Linked DNA regions of Sus scrofa: region 2 is linked to region 1. Evidence: chromatin contacts called from public promoter capture Hi-C data. All regions are on one chromosome and are shown on one strand. Each heading gives the region's core, a stretch centred on a gene start, on an enhancer-like site or on the middle of the called end of the contact. The rest is flanking DNA. Distances are from core to core; before and after follow the strand shown. Region 1 holds the start of VPS72 (vacuolar protein sorting-associated protein 72 homolog). Region 2 holds the start of ARNT (aryl hydrocarbon receptor nuclear translocator).

Region 1 (7,294 bases), core at 1,328-3,827:
ATTAAAATGAACTTCATGTCTTAGGACAGTTCTTAAGGTCAAAGTGGAGTGGAGAGGCTAGGTCAACATCGGCAAAATAAGAGGATAAGTTCCTTATTAACTCAATTAGTCATTCATTCATTCATTCATTCATTGAGTTAGTATTATTTAGCCTCAATTACATCCTAAGCAGTGTGGGAATTCTGGCGCACACAGAAGAAGATGTAGTCCCTACACTCAAAAAGATCACAGACAAATAAGGAAGTCAGATACATAAATCATTAGAGCAAACATAATATTTGCCATCATAAAGTATGCACAAGTGCTATGGTTTTTGTGGGTTTTTTTGGTGTTTTTAGGCCACACCCATGGCATATGGAGGTTCTCAGGCTAGGGGTCAAATCAGAGCTGTAGCTGCCGGCCACAGCCACAGCCACAGCCACAGCAACTCAGGATCCCAGCCATGCCTTCGACCTACACACAGCTCAGAGCAACGCCAGATCCTTAACCCACTGAGTAAGGCCAGGGATGGACCCCTCATTCTCAGGGGTACTAGTTGGGTTCATTAACCACTGAGCCATGATAGGAACTGCCACAAGTGCTATTTTTTGACAACCATACTTTCAGAATTAAAAATGGGAAGAAGAGTTCCCTCTGTGGCACAGTGGGTTAAGAATGTCTGCAGCAGCTCAGGTCACTGTGGGGGTTTGGGTTCGATTCCTGGCCTAGTGAAGTGGGTTAAAGGATTGGGCGTTGCCACAGTTGTGTCCTGGGATTCAGTCCCTGGCCTGGGAACTTCCATATACCCGGAGTGTGACCATAAGCAAACAAACAAACTAACTGGAAGAGAAGTTGAAACATTCTTGACAGACTATTTGAGACTGGAACTATTACAAGAATCTAGGAGGCATGATCTCCATGGTTATAGAAACTGCACCGGGAAGACAGAAACAGATGTGAGATGACTTCACTGTCCTACAGAACTGGAATTTTGCCAGGTAGGTAAGAAAAAGAAGAAATTTTAAGAAGGAAAAATACGGAGACATGATAAAGAATTGGTGTCAGGGAAACGATGCTAGAATAGGATGATGTGGAATAATGTGAGGCTGTTAAAGGCAGGGAGAAGCTAAATGACTGATGAAGGATCTTGAAAGCTATGTTAATAGTAGTTATCCCCTACCAAACAAACATCTATGTGCTTATTACTGTGCTAAGTGGTTTACAAGGATTAGATATTTAAATCTTCTCAACCACCTAAAAGTGTAGGTATTCTTATTAGTGTCACTTTACAGATGAGAAGATTAAAATTCAGGGAGGCAAAACAACTTGTCCAAAGTCACACAGCTAGAAGACCTTAAACTCAAACTCAAACTCAGGTCTGGCTGGCTCTACAACTCAGCTCTCAGCCATGCTACTATTCCGCCACAAGAATTTTGGACTTTCAGGCAGAGAAGGACAAACATCAGGAGTTCCCGTCTTGGCTCAGCGGTTAACGAACCCGGCTAGAATCCATGAGGACTCGGGTTCAATCGCTGGCCTCACTCAGTGGGTTAAGCTGTGGTGTAGGTCACAGATGCAGCTCAGATCCTGCATTGCTGTGGCTGTGGTGTAGGGCAGCAGCTGTAGCTGATTCAACCCCCAGCCTGGGAACCTCGATATGCAGCGGGTGCAGCCCTAAAAAGAAAGAAAGAAAGAAAAGAAAATAATAAAATAAAATAGATAATCAGAAGTTGCTTTGTGTAGGTCGAAGCTCTGGCTTGGATTTGATCCCTAGTCCTGGAACTTCTGCATGTCATGCGGGTTGCCGAAAAAGGGGGAATTTTTTTTTTTTTTTTTTAATTTTACTTAAGGAGTTCCCATTGTGGCTCAGTGGTTAACGAGTCTGACTGGGAACCATGAAGTTGCGAGTTTGATCCCTGGCCTTGTTCAGTGGGTTAAGGATCCGGCGTTACCCTGAGCTGTGGTGTAGGTTGCAGAAGCGGCTGGGATCCGCGTTGCTGCGGCTCTGGCGTAGGCCTGCAGCTACGGCTCCGATTCGACCCCTAGCCTGGGAACCTCCATATGCCACGGGAGTGGCCCAAGAAACCGCAAAAAGACAAAAAAAAAAAAAAAAACAACTTACTTAAAAAGACGAATGGGTATATGTATAACTGAATCACTTTTCTGTACACCTGAAATTAACACAACATTGAAAATCAACTATAATCCAATATAAACTAAAAACTAAATTTAAAAAACATTTGGACTTTACCCTGTAAGTCGACAAGGAAGGAGCCATTAAAGATTTTTGAGCAAAAGTGTGACAAAATCTGGGTTTTTAGAAAGGTTCCTACTGGCAGCAGAGTGGAAAACGAACTGGAGCAGAGGGAGACTGACCTCTTCTAAATGAAAATTTCTTGGCTCCCGATTTCTGCACTCAGTGTAGCGGGGTTTCTGGGGGTCACCAAATCGAAGTATTTCACAGCCCAGATGGGCGCCGGAACTGGGGCGGGGAGCTTGGGGTAGTCTCTGCGCAGGCGTGGGCGGGGCTGAAGCCGTGAGAAGATTTCGGGGGCGGGACTAGGAATCTCTCGACGCTCTGCTACTTCTGCCTGTAGATGACCGGCTTCCGCCGTCGCATGCCGCCCGCAGGTAGTGGTGTCGAGAGCCGATCCTTGAGGACCGCGCTGTGTGAGGGGTTGCTGGTGGTGGCGCAGTCTGAGTAGGCACTATGAGTTTGGCTGGGGGCCGGGCCCCCCGGAAGACCGCAGGGAACCGGCTTTCTGGTCTCCTGGAGGCAGAGGAGGAAGATGAGTTCTACCAGACGACTTATGGGGGTTTCACTGAGGCAAGAGCCGGGCCCAGGAAGAGGGAGGGAAGGAAGCTGAAAGGAGTCCTGAAGGGAGAAACCTCGGACAAAGAAGGGGGTGGGGGAAGAGAGGATCCTTGGTAGCTGATACTCGAGATGGGGTGGGCGAGACTGGAGGATAAACTGGAGTCCTGGAAGGGAGAGTCCTGGATGGCTGAAACCTGCTGTGTACTTCCCCAGCTGCATCTCTCATTGCACTTCTGACGTCTAGCATACAGCACATCGTAGTCACGCGGTGTATGCTCGTTGGCCCACTGCCTGGTTATTCATCTCAAGTATAGAAAAGAAATCTCTCTCAAGAAAAAATAGAGGCACTTAGCATACTCCTTTTTCAGCTTTCAGATCTCGGTGTAAATGTCTCTTGGGTAAATAGCCTTTCCTTGATTGTGCTAAGAAGTTTCTCCCTATATATCTTTCGTAGAACCTATTTCGATTTGTAATAGCTTTTGCTGGCTTGTTTATACTTTTCTATCAGATTGTAAGCGCTTTAAGGTTAGAGATAATCTGTTTTGTTTAACAGTACACATGTCCAATGCCTGGTCCAGTGTCCTCATTGGGTTGGCACTTGTTAAATTTTATATTGATTGAATCTAACCGTTCATCAAATATATTAAACGCATAGAGCAAGCCAAGAACTGTGATAGGCTTTAGGGAAACAGAGTATTAAAAACACCACTTTGGGGAGTTCCTCTGTGGCTCAGCCAGTTAAGGGCATGGTGTCACTGCTGCCGCTTGGGTCACCTCCTTTGGCACCAGTTCAGTCCCTGGTGGGGAAGTTGCACATGGCTCCAGCGCAGCCAAAAAGAAAACAAACCAAAAAACAGACCCCACCATTTTGTTCTGACATATTCCAGATTCCAGTGGGGGAACTAGCTGAATTAAGTCAGTTTAAATTCCACATGGAGCCAAAGTTGTTTGGGATAGGCATCAGGATAAGCTGAGGACCATATGAAAAGTGGCCTTGGCTGGCTGAATAGTGGTAGGAGTAGGAGCAGGGGAAGGAGGAGGGTTGGTCCAGCGAGGGGGTGGGGCAGAGATGTATAAAAACGCTGAGATCCTTGTCAGGGACCTGCATATCTACTGTCATTATCCAGACCATGAAGGAGAATAAAGGTTGGTCAGGCTGGAGGGAGTAGGCGTGGGCCAGATCATGGAGGGCTTGTGAGCCATGTTAAGGAGTTTTGCTCTTCATCCAGAGGACTGAGAATATTTGTCATAGTTTTATGATCAGATTTGTACTTTATAAAGATCACTCTGTATTGTGGATTTGAAGAAGGCAGCGGGAGTAGAGAAACATGATCAGGAGGGTTCAGGAGAAATTAAGGAGAAATAGAATCCACAGGACTTGGTGACTGATTAGGAATCATCACAACAACCCCCTAAGCAAGTAGTTTAAAATAGAACTTTCCCATCCCTCCTCCAAAGGCCATTTTCCTATTCCTGTCATTTTACGAGTTGTTATTTAATATGTACCCTTCCTTCTTCCAAAAAGGATTTAAGGAGGCTTACGATATAAACAAAAAGTAGGAACAGTAAAAATAGAGACAGATCAGAAGTAATTGTACCAAGAGCCTCAGCTAAAATGGTAGTAGCAATTGATTTTAAATTTAGCTGTGAGCTTCCTGGCAGCCAAACCCTGAATTTCTTTTTTCAGTAGGAAAGAAGCATACAAGTTCTTTAAGAGAGACAAACTTATTCAACATTAAATCCTAGGGAGAATTGCGTCCTTATATATAAAGTAACAGGGGTTTGGTAGATGATGTAAAAACAGTCTCTTGATTAGTCATGTCTATTAATGACCCTTGATAAAAGCCAAAGGAATGGTAGTAAGTCCATAACTTAGTGAAAGCATTTCAATTGGGCATTAAGCTAATGTGTAGTTGAACTGCTACCTCTGGTGATATGACTTAGTAGGGTCAGAGCTAAGGGGATTAACATGTTCCCAGGCTGTCTTTCACAAACATCAGTTGGGAGGAAATGATGGTCATCAGTGCAAGACTGAAGCTGACAGGCTTGGAGTGTCAACTGTCTGTTATTTGCTTGTTTTGGCAGTGTGTATACCAAGATTAGCCCGTTAGTCTCATCATTGATTGAAGAGAAAGCCACATGTTTGAAGTTCTGCCCCACCCAATTAACTCCTTCGCCTCCAAGTGATTTTTTTTCTTCTTTTTTTTGCCTTTTTAAGGCTGCACCTGCAGCATATGCACGTTCCCAGGCTAGCTGTTGAATCCGAGCTGTAGCTGCCAGCCTGCTCCACAGCCATAGCAACGCCAGATCTGAGCCTGGTCTGCAGCCTACATCACAACTCACAGCAAAGCTAACGTGACCCATTGGGCCCCGAGGCAACTTCCTTCTTTTCTAATCTTGTAGCCCTACAGGGCAGTCAGTTAATGTTGGAAGGAGGCTGTCTGTGCTAGCGCCAAAGACAATCAGCTAGGACAACTTCTTGCCAGAGATAACCTGCTTTACTTAGGTCCAAATCCTTATTCCCTAATCATGCTATACGCATTCCTGCTTCTACACCTTTGTTCCTGCTGTTTGATCTGCCCATGTTTCTCTCCTTGACCTTGGCTATCTAAATACTATCAGTATTTTAAACCGTGGTCAAAGGCAATTTTTTTTTTTTTTTTTTTTTTTTTTTTTTGTCTTTTTAGGGCTGCACCCACAGCATACAGAGGTTCCTGGGCTAAGGGTCGAATTGGAGCTGCATCTGCCAGCCTACACCACAGCCACAGCAATACCAGATTTGAGCCAGGTCTGCAACCTACACCACAGCTCTCAGCAATGCCAAGATCCTTAAGTGGGATCCTTAACCCACTGAGCAAAGCCAGGGATCAAACCTGTGTCTTCATGGATATTAGATTCGTTTCTCCTGAGCCACAATGGGAGGTCCTCCTCTGCATTTTTTAGAGTCTAACGCAGGGTTTAGTAAACTACAACCTGTTGGCTGAAACTGGCCCTTTACTGAAAAAGTTTGCCAACTCCTAGTCGAAAGGAAGGAAATCTAAAGTTAAACCTTCCCGAGCCATCTGTAACATTTTATTGGTACTTTATATGTTGCCTTGTATTAAAACTTTGTTTTATAATTATGTCCTGTCCTCTACTAGTCTGCAAGATCCCATGAAGATAGAGACTAAACCATATCCTTTTGTACCCCAGCACTTAACACTGTGCTACAGGTACAAGGCAGTCAATTAATGTTGGAAGGGGTGGTCCTGGAGCTGAAGGCCATCAGCTCGGAAAGCTTTTTGCCTGAGGAAGGTGAAAGGCTGAGTTGGGAAGGAGAGTGGGGCAGCCCTTCTAAAGAAACTGATTCTGGCCTTCCTCAGCAGTAATGAATCTGACTAGCATCCATGATTGATTAAGGCCATCAGTCCCTAGCCTCCCTCAGTGGGTTAAGGATCCAGCTTTGCCATGAACTGTGGAGTAGGTCACAGATGTGGCTCAAATCTGGCATTGCTATGGCTATGGTATAGGCCAGCAGCTGTAGCTCCAATTCAACCCCTAGCCTGGGAACTTCCATATGCCGCAGGTACAGCCCTAAAAAGACCAAAAAAGAAAGGGAGGGAGGGAGGAAAGGGAAGGAAAGAAAGAAATAGTTCTGTTCCTCCTGGAGGGGTATTAATGACTCCGATGCCGATGAGAACCTTTTTTCCCTATGCCTTCAGGAATCAGGAGATGATGAGTATCAAGGGGACCAGTCAGACACAGAGGATGAGGTGGACTCTGATTTTGACATCGACGAAGGAGATGAACCATCCAGTGATGGAGAAACAGAAGAGCCAAGAAGGAAGCGCCGAGTAGTCACCAAAGCGTATAAGGTGAAGGGGGGGGTCCTAGTTTTCTTGGGCTTCCTTAATTCCTGTTCTCTCTTTCATCAGGTCTCAAGATCCTCACACCAGTCCCATTTTCTTCAGTGCTGGTTTTCTCTTCCTTTTACCTGTTTCTTCTCTTCCCTGGTGTCTGATTCCATTCTGTCCCCAGGAGCCTCTTAAGAGCTTGAGGCCTCGAAAGGTCAGCACCCCAGCTGGTAGCTCTCAGAAGACCCGAGAAGAGAAAGCATTGCTTCCACTAGAACTACAGGATGATGGCTCTGACAGTGAGTGCGGATGTTTGGGTCAATTGACAAAATTGAAATATGATAAAGTATTGTATTACTGTTAAATTTCCTGAAGTTGATAACTGAATTATGTTTATGTAAGGAAATTTTTTGTTCTTAGAAAATATACACTGAGTATTTAGGGGAATAGAGCCATGATATGTACACTTAACTCTCAGATTATTCAGAAAACACACACACACAAAATGCAAATAGGGCAAAATGTTAACAGGTGATCTGGTAAAGAACACATGGATTTACTTTGTACTGTTCTTGCAACTTTTTTCTAAGTTTAAGATGATTTCCAAATAAAAATTTTAAATTTAAAAAAAAATACAAAGGAGGTGGACATGAGTTCAAAGGTTTCT
Region 2 (7,294 bases), core at 3,161-5,660, 270 kb after region 1:
TACTGCAGCTCACCACAATGCTAAGCAGGTCCAGGGATCGAACCCTCATCCTCATGGATACTAGTTGTGTTCTTTACTCCTGAATCACAACAGAAACTCCCCCGAAGTAATTTTTTTTAATGAAAAATTTTCTAAATGAAAATTTCTTCTGCGGTAATTTGAATTTTTAATAATAAACCAAACAGTACGTTTCTGCGCATTTCCCCCTGCATATACACTGTGAAATTATTCATATTGTGTACATCAGTTGTGTCCACTCATATTTCAAAAACTTTTTTTTTTTTTTTTGTCTTTTTGCCATTTCCTGGGCGGCTCTCATGGCATATGGAGGTTCCCAGGCTAGGGGTCCAATTGGAGCCATAGCCGCCAGCCTACACCAGAGCCACAGCTTCACAGGATCCAAGCCGCGTCTGTGACTTACACCACAGCTCACAACAACCCTGGATCCTTAACCCACTGAGCAAGGCCAGCGATCGAACCCGAAACCTCGTGGTTCCTAGTTGGATTCGTTAACCACTGAGCCACGAAGGGAACTCTGACAAACAACTTTTTTAGCAAGTGTTGGGCTGATATAGCCCTTTCATGTTGTATAGCATGATTTCATATGATATTTGATTAGGGATTTTTGCTAATAGTTCATTATACTTTTTCCAAGGAAAACATTTGCTATTAACTTTGTAGCAAGTATTTCTGAAAAAAAGTGACTTTTACTTTTTTTTTTTAATGAGGGCTGGAGTTCTGGTGCAGTAGGTTAAGAATCCCACTTCAGCTGCAGCAGCATCCCTGGCCCTAAGCAGTGGGTTAAAGGATCTGGTGTTGCTGCAGCTGTGGCTCAGATTCAGTCCCTGTCCCAGGAACTTCCATATAGTGCGGGTGCTGTCATAAAAAAAATTAAAAATTAAAAAAATGAAGCCCATAACTTGCTATTTTTCATCCACAAATTCATCTGTTTCATTCTGGAAAACACTACTTTGCATTTGTTCTGGAAAAGTGTATTTCTTGGCAGTGAGGTTATTGTATTTGGGCCAAAATTGACTTGAAAGTTTTGATGTCTTTCTAAGTCACTGGCAAAATTTCCCAACAATCAAGGTGTAGTGGGCAATGGAGAAATGGATGGTAGCCCAATAAAACCTATGTTTTTGATATTCATGGTCATACTTACTATTTACTTAAAATTTTGTTGTTTTTGTTGCTTGGATGAACTTACCACATTTAAAGGCACATAATAATATATTCTATATCGGCACTGCAGTCTTTTTAAGAGCTAGCTATCTTTAAGATGTAATTTTATTTTTTCTTTTTTAGGGCCACATCTGTGCCATATGAAAGTTCCCAGGGTAGTGGTCAAATCAGAACTGCAGCTGCTGGCCTACACCACAGCCACAGCCGTACAGGATCCTTAACCCACAGAGTGAGGCCAAGGATCAAACCTGCATCCTCGTGGATATCAGTAAGGTTCATAACCTGCTGAGCCACAATGGGAACTCCTACAATATAATTTTTTTTTTTTTCTTTTTAGGGCGGCATGTGGAAATTCCCAGGCTGGGGTTGAATTGGAGCTGCAGCTGCTGGCCTACGCCACAGGCACAACAACAGCAACGGCAACGTGGGATCCGGGCTGCATCTTCGACCTACATCACGGCTCATGGCAATGCCAGATCCTTAATCCACTGAGCGAGACCAGGGATCGAACTCATGTACTCATGGATGCTAGTCGGGTTCATTAACCACTGAGCTGGGACAGGAACTCCCTACAACATAATTTTGAACTGAAGTAGTTTTTACTTTTTTCACCATTACTTTTTGTTTGTTTTTGTTTTATTTTTTTATCGTGACATACGTTTAGATTCACAGAATTACAAAGATAGTACAAGGAGTTCCTGTATACCCTCACTCAGTTTCCCCTAATGCTAATATCCTGCATTATAACGTTACATTTACAAAACTAAGAAATTAACATTGGTACAACTCTATTTAACTAAACTATATACTTTCCTTTGGATTTCATCAAATTTTCCATTAATGTCCTTTTTGTTTTTTTTGATCCAACCCAGGATCTTGTAAGTAGTCCTCATGTCCTCCAAACTATGACAGTTTTTCTCTTTGTTCATTTTCTTTTCATGATCTTGGCAATTTTAAAGAATACAGATCAGGTATTTTTGCAGACCATACCTCAGTTTGGGTTTGTCTGATGTCCTCCCATGTTTAGGCTGAGGCTATAGATTTGGTGGAAGAACACAACAGAAGTGAGGTGCCCTTCTCATCGCATCATGTCAGGGGTATGTGAAACAAAATACTGACTGCCATATCAGTAAGCAAAGGATTTCACAGTCATTAGCAATTGCAGCCACCTCCAAGGATGAGCCAGTGAACTCTGAGGAAAATTAGGATGTGAAACTGGCCCTATATCAAAGGAATGATTTCAGTGAGCCCAGACCTTTGTATCTTCCCATACACAGAAAAGCTCTAAATTCCTTAATTTCAGATATCTAGTTTTCTGTTATTAACAGTAATCTTTTGTTTATACTAGGTAGGTAGATAGTTCCTACTACTTGCTCTTTGTTGCAAAACTCCTCTATGTCCTAGCTCCTCCCAGCCTCCTCAGAGCAATTTTCTCAGGGTTACTTGAGATGCTGCCTCCAGGGCTTTGGAGTTCTGTCCACCGAATAAAATATAACAATCAACTTTTAGGATGTGCAGATATTTATTTAGTCCTCAATACATAGTTTTAATATAACTTACTATTGGCGAAGTTAACCTTGATTATTTGGGAAAGATGGTATCTGTCAGTTTTCTTCACTGTAACATTACTATTTTCCCCTTTCCATATCCTATTCCTTAAAAGCAAACTCCTAAGCCAAATTCACAATCAAAGGAGGAAAATTAGGGAGTTCCTATTGTGGCTCAGTGGTTAAGGAACCCAACTGGTATTCATGAGGATGTGGGTTCAATCCCTTGCCTTGCTTGTTGGGTTAAAGATCCATCGTTGCTGTGAGCTGTGGTATAGGCTGCAGACACGCCTTGGATCCTGCATTGCTGTGGCTGTGATGTAGGCCGGCAGCTGCAGCTCTTGATTCAACCCCTAGCCTGGGAACTTACATATGCCAAGGGTGTGGCCCCAAAAAGACAAAAAAAAAAAAAAAAAAAGGAGGAGAATTAAGCTCTATCTCCTTGTAAATTTTCACTGCTACTGGTTACACTTCAAGGTACTTTTTTCATCAATGCATTTCTTTTGAGTGAGTGATTTTTCTCTTTTTGGTGAACTGGAAATACAACACAACAAACTGATAGCAAAGAAAATTTTAATTTTAACAAATGTAACAATAATATTCAAAATATGTTAAAATACCTTGGCTGAGTTAAACTATACTGTTAACTGAGAAAAGTGGATCTATGTAATCTTTGTAGGATACATACAAGAATTCAAAGATGCTCAAGAGTGTAATGGGATTTCTGTTAAAATTAGAATTAAATTTCTAATAGACAATTTGTGAAAGATATGTGAAACGGCAGTATGTTGCAGTGCTACACAAAGGGGATGAAGGGAAAATATTCCCAGAGTCAGACTTCTTCAGTTTGCCTCCACCGCTACTTACCAGCTGGGTGTCCATAGTTTAACCTCTTTGCTTCTGTTTCCTTATCTGCAAAACGGAAAAAATAACAGAATCTACCTCACAATGTTGTTATGAGGATTAAATGAAATACTATAAAACGGTTTGGACAGTGTCTGGCCCGAAGTGCTCAATGCTTCCTATTTTTTGAAAATAAATTTGTGCAATATTCATCTTATCAGTTCTCTGCTAAAAACCCGTCACCATGTCCCTTTCATTGATCAGAGGAAGTTATCCCACTCTTAATCAAAATATTTTCTTTATACATTGCCTCTTGTTTTGGCTGCCGATATCTCCCCTACCACACCACAAGCGCCCAGATACTCGAACACCACCAGTTCCATAAAAAGCATTCAAAACTCACTTATCTAACTTTTTTCAGCAGGTACAAAGGTCCTTGAAATAGGAAAAAACTAGGAAGGATTGCAAATCACTAAGTGAAGTTTAAACATATGAGCACCTGAAGAAGATCTACAAAAAAAATTGTCTGCAGAGTGGCCAGCCAGGCGAATCCACCACCCAGCGAAGCTTTTTAGTAAAATTGTTTTTCACTGACGTCACTGGATCTCTGACCTCTAACGCACTAGAGGCGGGATTAAAGAGACAGCTGGACTTCTTCCTTGCCCTCTCTCCTCCTCCGGACCCGCTGGCGGCTCAGTGGCCAGCCCGCCTCCGGTCGATTTGGCATTTCCATTGGCCAGTTTTCCAGAGGAGGCGGGCCTTGGGGGTGACCACGCCTCCTGGGCGGGGTCTCTCCGCCGTAGGGGTTGGGGACGGTGGGGGTTGCTGCAGCCGCCATCTTGGATTCCGCGGTAGCGGTGGCGGCATTACGGCGCCGCGTCTGGGGAGTGGCTCTCCCCTCCCCCTCCCCCCGGTTCGGTGGCGGCGGCTCCTCCCACTGGGGGGGTGGTACAGCGGCGGTGGCATCTGCGGCCATGGCGGCGACTACTGCTAACCCCGGTGAGGAGACGGAGGACTGGTGTGCCTCTAAAGAAGGAGGGGCTGAAGGGGTTGGCAGCTGGGGAGACCCAGGGCTGAGGGGCCGTAGTTGGGGTGAGAGCGCTGGGACGCGCGTAGGCGGTTAGGGGACAGTGGGGGAAGGGAGTGACCTGGGGGAGGGGCCCGACCCTGGGGCACTGGGGAGACCCGAAGTGGAGGGAGGGAGCAGGCGGGTGAGAGTTGGGGAATCCTTGCCCCGAGTTCTGTTGGAGCGGCTCTTGGCGCGGGGCTGGCCCGCCTCCACTCTTGTGGCGGCGTTCTGCTGTGTGGTGTGGTCCTCTTTCAACCCTCTGCCCACTGTGGACCTGCTTGATGCCGAGTAACTGTGGGCAGAGTGGCTCTTTTTACTTTAAAAGTGGTTTGGACTCTTAAGCACTGGACCACGTTGTTGTTTAGCTGAGGTGTGCTTCCAAACGTTTAGGTTATAAAGCCTTGAATTATACTCAATTTCTCTTGAAAAATAAAAAAGCTGTGCCCCTACCCCTCGCCCCGGGGGCTGTCCTTTGAAACTTACATTTGTGTATTAAAGATGCCTCTAGTGTCTGAAGGCGGAGGTTTGTGTAATGCTTGAGTTTCAGGATGAATCTTGCCAACAGCAAGCATCCAGGACCCAAGTTTAATTTGTTAGATGTGGGTCGAAGCAGTTCCCATTCTTTAAGAAAAGTTCAATTTATGCTATATCTCAATGAATATCTCTTCTAAAAGGAGAGCTTGAACATTTCGAAAAAATCTAGTCAGTCATGTCTAAGAGATGGAGTGGCGTGTAGTGCAGCATGTCTAGACAGATCAGGTCTTCACATTCCTAGTCCCAGTCCTCTTTCCACTATGTTACAGTTATTTCTCCCTGGGAAGTATTTCATTTTAGGGATCCCAGTTTACCTTGCTGACCTTGGCCATTTTCCAGAAATCCCTGTCTTTAATAGCCTTAAAAAAGAAGCCAGAGGTGGGGATGAATAATTTGGAAGTACCTTAGTGGGAGGGATTCACTGCCATTCCCTTGTTGAAATTTAAATTTTTTTCCGTGTCTCTGAAAGGGAGTATTATTTTGCAATACCAGGTTTTGCTATTACAGTTGAATCACTGTGAAATTTACTGTCTTTCCTACCATGTTTCTGGGAACAGAAGCTATTTAAAAGGAAGTTAACATTTGTCCACATGGTCAATATCATATTTTTAAATCTTGTTAATTTTTTAGAGGAAAAGGAGATAAAATTAATGGCTAAAATTCCATTGCAGAAAGTGCTGAGTGATGGAATAAAATTGAAAAGATGCGATGATTATGGCAAACCTGACCTTGGAGTAAAATAACCTGTTAACTAGGGAGTAAATAAACAAGATTTTAAACTGATAACACATTGCAAAATACTTACATAACCCTAGTCAAGTCGCAAAGCATTTCTCCTGTTAAGAGGTGGCCTGGGTAAACAAGTTTAGTGCATATGTCAGAAGTTTTTTTTCTAGCAGTGTGGGTGGGGTTGCTTTATTTTGTTTTGTTTTTTAAACAACAGTTACCAGAATGACAATTTCTTGACCACATTTTTATTAGCTGATCGATATCAACTTAAATCTGTAAGCAAAAAATAGCATTTATTTGTATAGAATCTTTGCTAATGATGAAACAGTTACTTTGTTTATTGCCCTTTGGCAGCCTGCTTTCTGCAACTTTTAGATTTCTTTTTTGATGTTGGAGAATTCTCCTATCTCTTCCAAGTTATTGATTCCAAGTTCAACACATGATAATTAAGTTAGAAAGTGCATTTACTTCCTTCATTTCTCCTTATGCCCCTTTGTATCACATGAAAGAGATCATGGGTGGACTTTTGGTAGCCTGTTGCATTTTGGGAAATGAGGACCAAGAATGTAGGGACACAGGGTGGAAATGTACTGTGCTCAGTGAAGAGAAAATAAATGATTTTCAGGTCAGAATTCTTCGTTGCGTGGTCAAACCTTTCTTCTTTTTCAGCTGCACCGGGGGCACTCGGAAGTTCCCAGGCCAGGGATCTAATCCGAGCTGCAGCTTAGACCTATACCACAGCTGCAGTAAATCTGGATCCTTAAGCCACTGCACCACAGCAGGAACTCCAAAGCTTTTTTTCTTTAGAGTCAGTTTAGGGACTGGGGCCATCATACCTATTTCCTTGAGTTTTTTTTAAATTTTATCTTTTTGCTAGTTAAGTTTTCCTGTAGTTCCTGTTTGTTCTGTCATATGTCTGCAAAGGAAATTTAACTCTTCTAAGCTTCATTTAAGCTAATTTTAACATTAATAATACTTGATGATCACTTTAGTTGTGTTTAGAGTATGATTTAGAGATTGTTGGTAGTCCTTCAGTATCTTGCAGGGGACTAGCAAGATTTCTTGCATTTTTCACTGTCTTAACATGGTGTTGGATCAAAAGAAGAGTAAGATATGGTTTATACTCCATTCTCCAGGAGTTATATTGAAGTAATATTTCTGGAGTTCCTGTTGTGGCACAGCAGAAACGAATCCGACTAGGAACCTTGAAGTTTTGGGTTTGATCCCTGGCCTCGTTCAGTGGGTTAAGGATCCTGTGTTGCTGTTAGCTGTGGTGTAGGCTGGCAGCTGTAGCGCCTATTCACCCCCTAGCCTGGGAACCTCCATATGCTGCAGGTGTGGCCCTTAAAAAAAAAAAAAAGTCATAGTTATAATGTGGTAGTGGCTTTCT

The links. Promoter capture Hi-C pulls out the DNA fragments that hold promoters and counts their contacts.
Region 2: a contact with region 1 is called in a promoter capture Hi-C map of fetal liver, with 2.5 times the contacts expected there. The contact joins the promoter of ARNT here to the promoter of VPS72 in region 1. A contact is called at or near these places in 1 of 5 promoter capture datasets (fetal liver) and 1 of 2 datasets of contacts at active chromatin or transcription factors (alveolar macrophages).

The regions. Positions count from the first base shown.
Region 1 is chr4:98,059,684-98,066,977 of Sscrofa11.1, forward strand. It overlaps VPS72 (vacuolar protein sorting-associated protein 72 homolog), which reads left to right and starts at 2,578. Exons shown (of 6, transcript XM_001929654.5): 1 at 2,578-2,806; 2 at 6,496-6,648; 3 at 6,812-6,926. The coding sequence starts at 2,690. It also overlaps a transcript of PIP5K1A not described here.
Region 2 is chr4:98,329,049-98,336,342 of Sscrofa11.1, forward strand. ARNT (aryl hydrocarbon receptor nuclear translocator) reads left to right here and starts at 4,411. Exons shown (of 22, transcript NM_001315687.1): 1 at 4,411-4,571. The coding sequence starts at 4,547.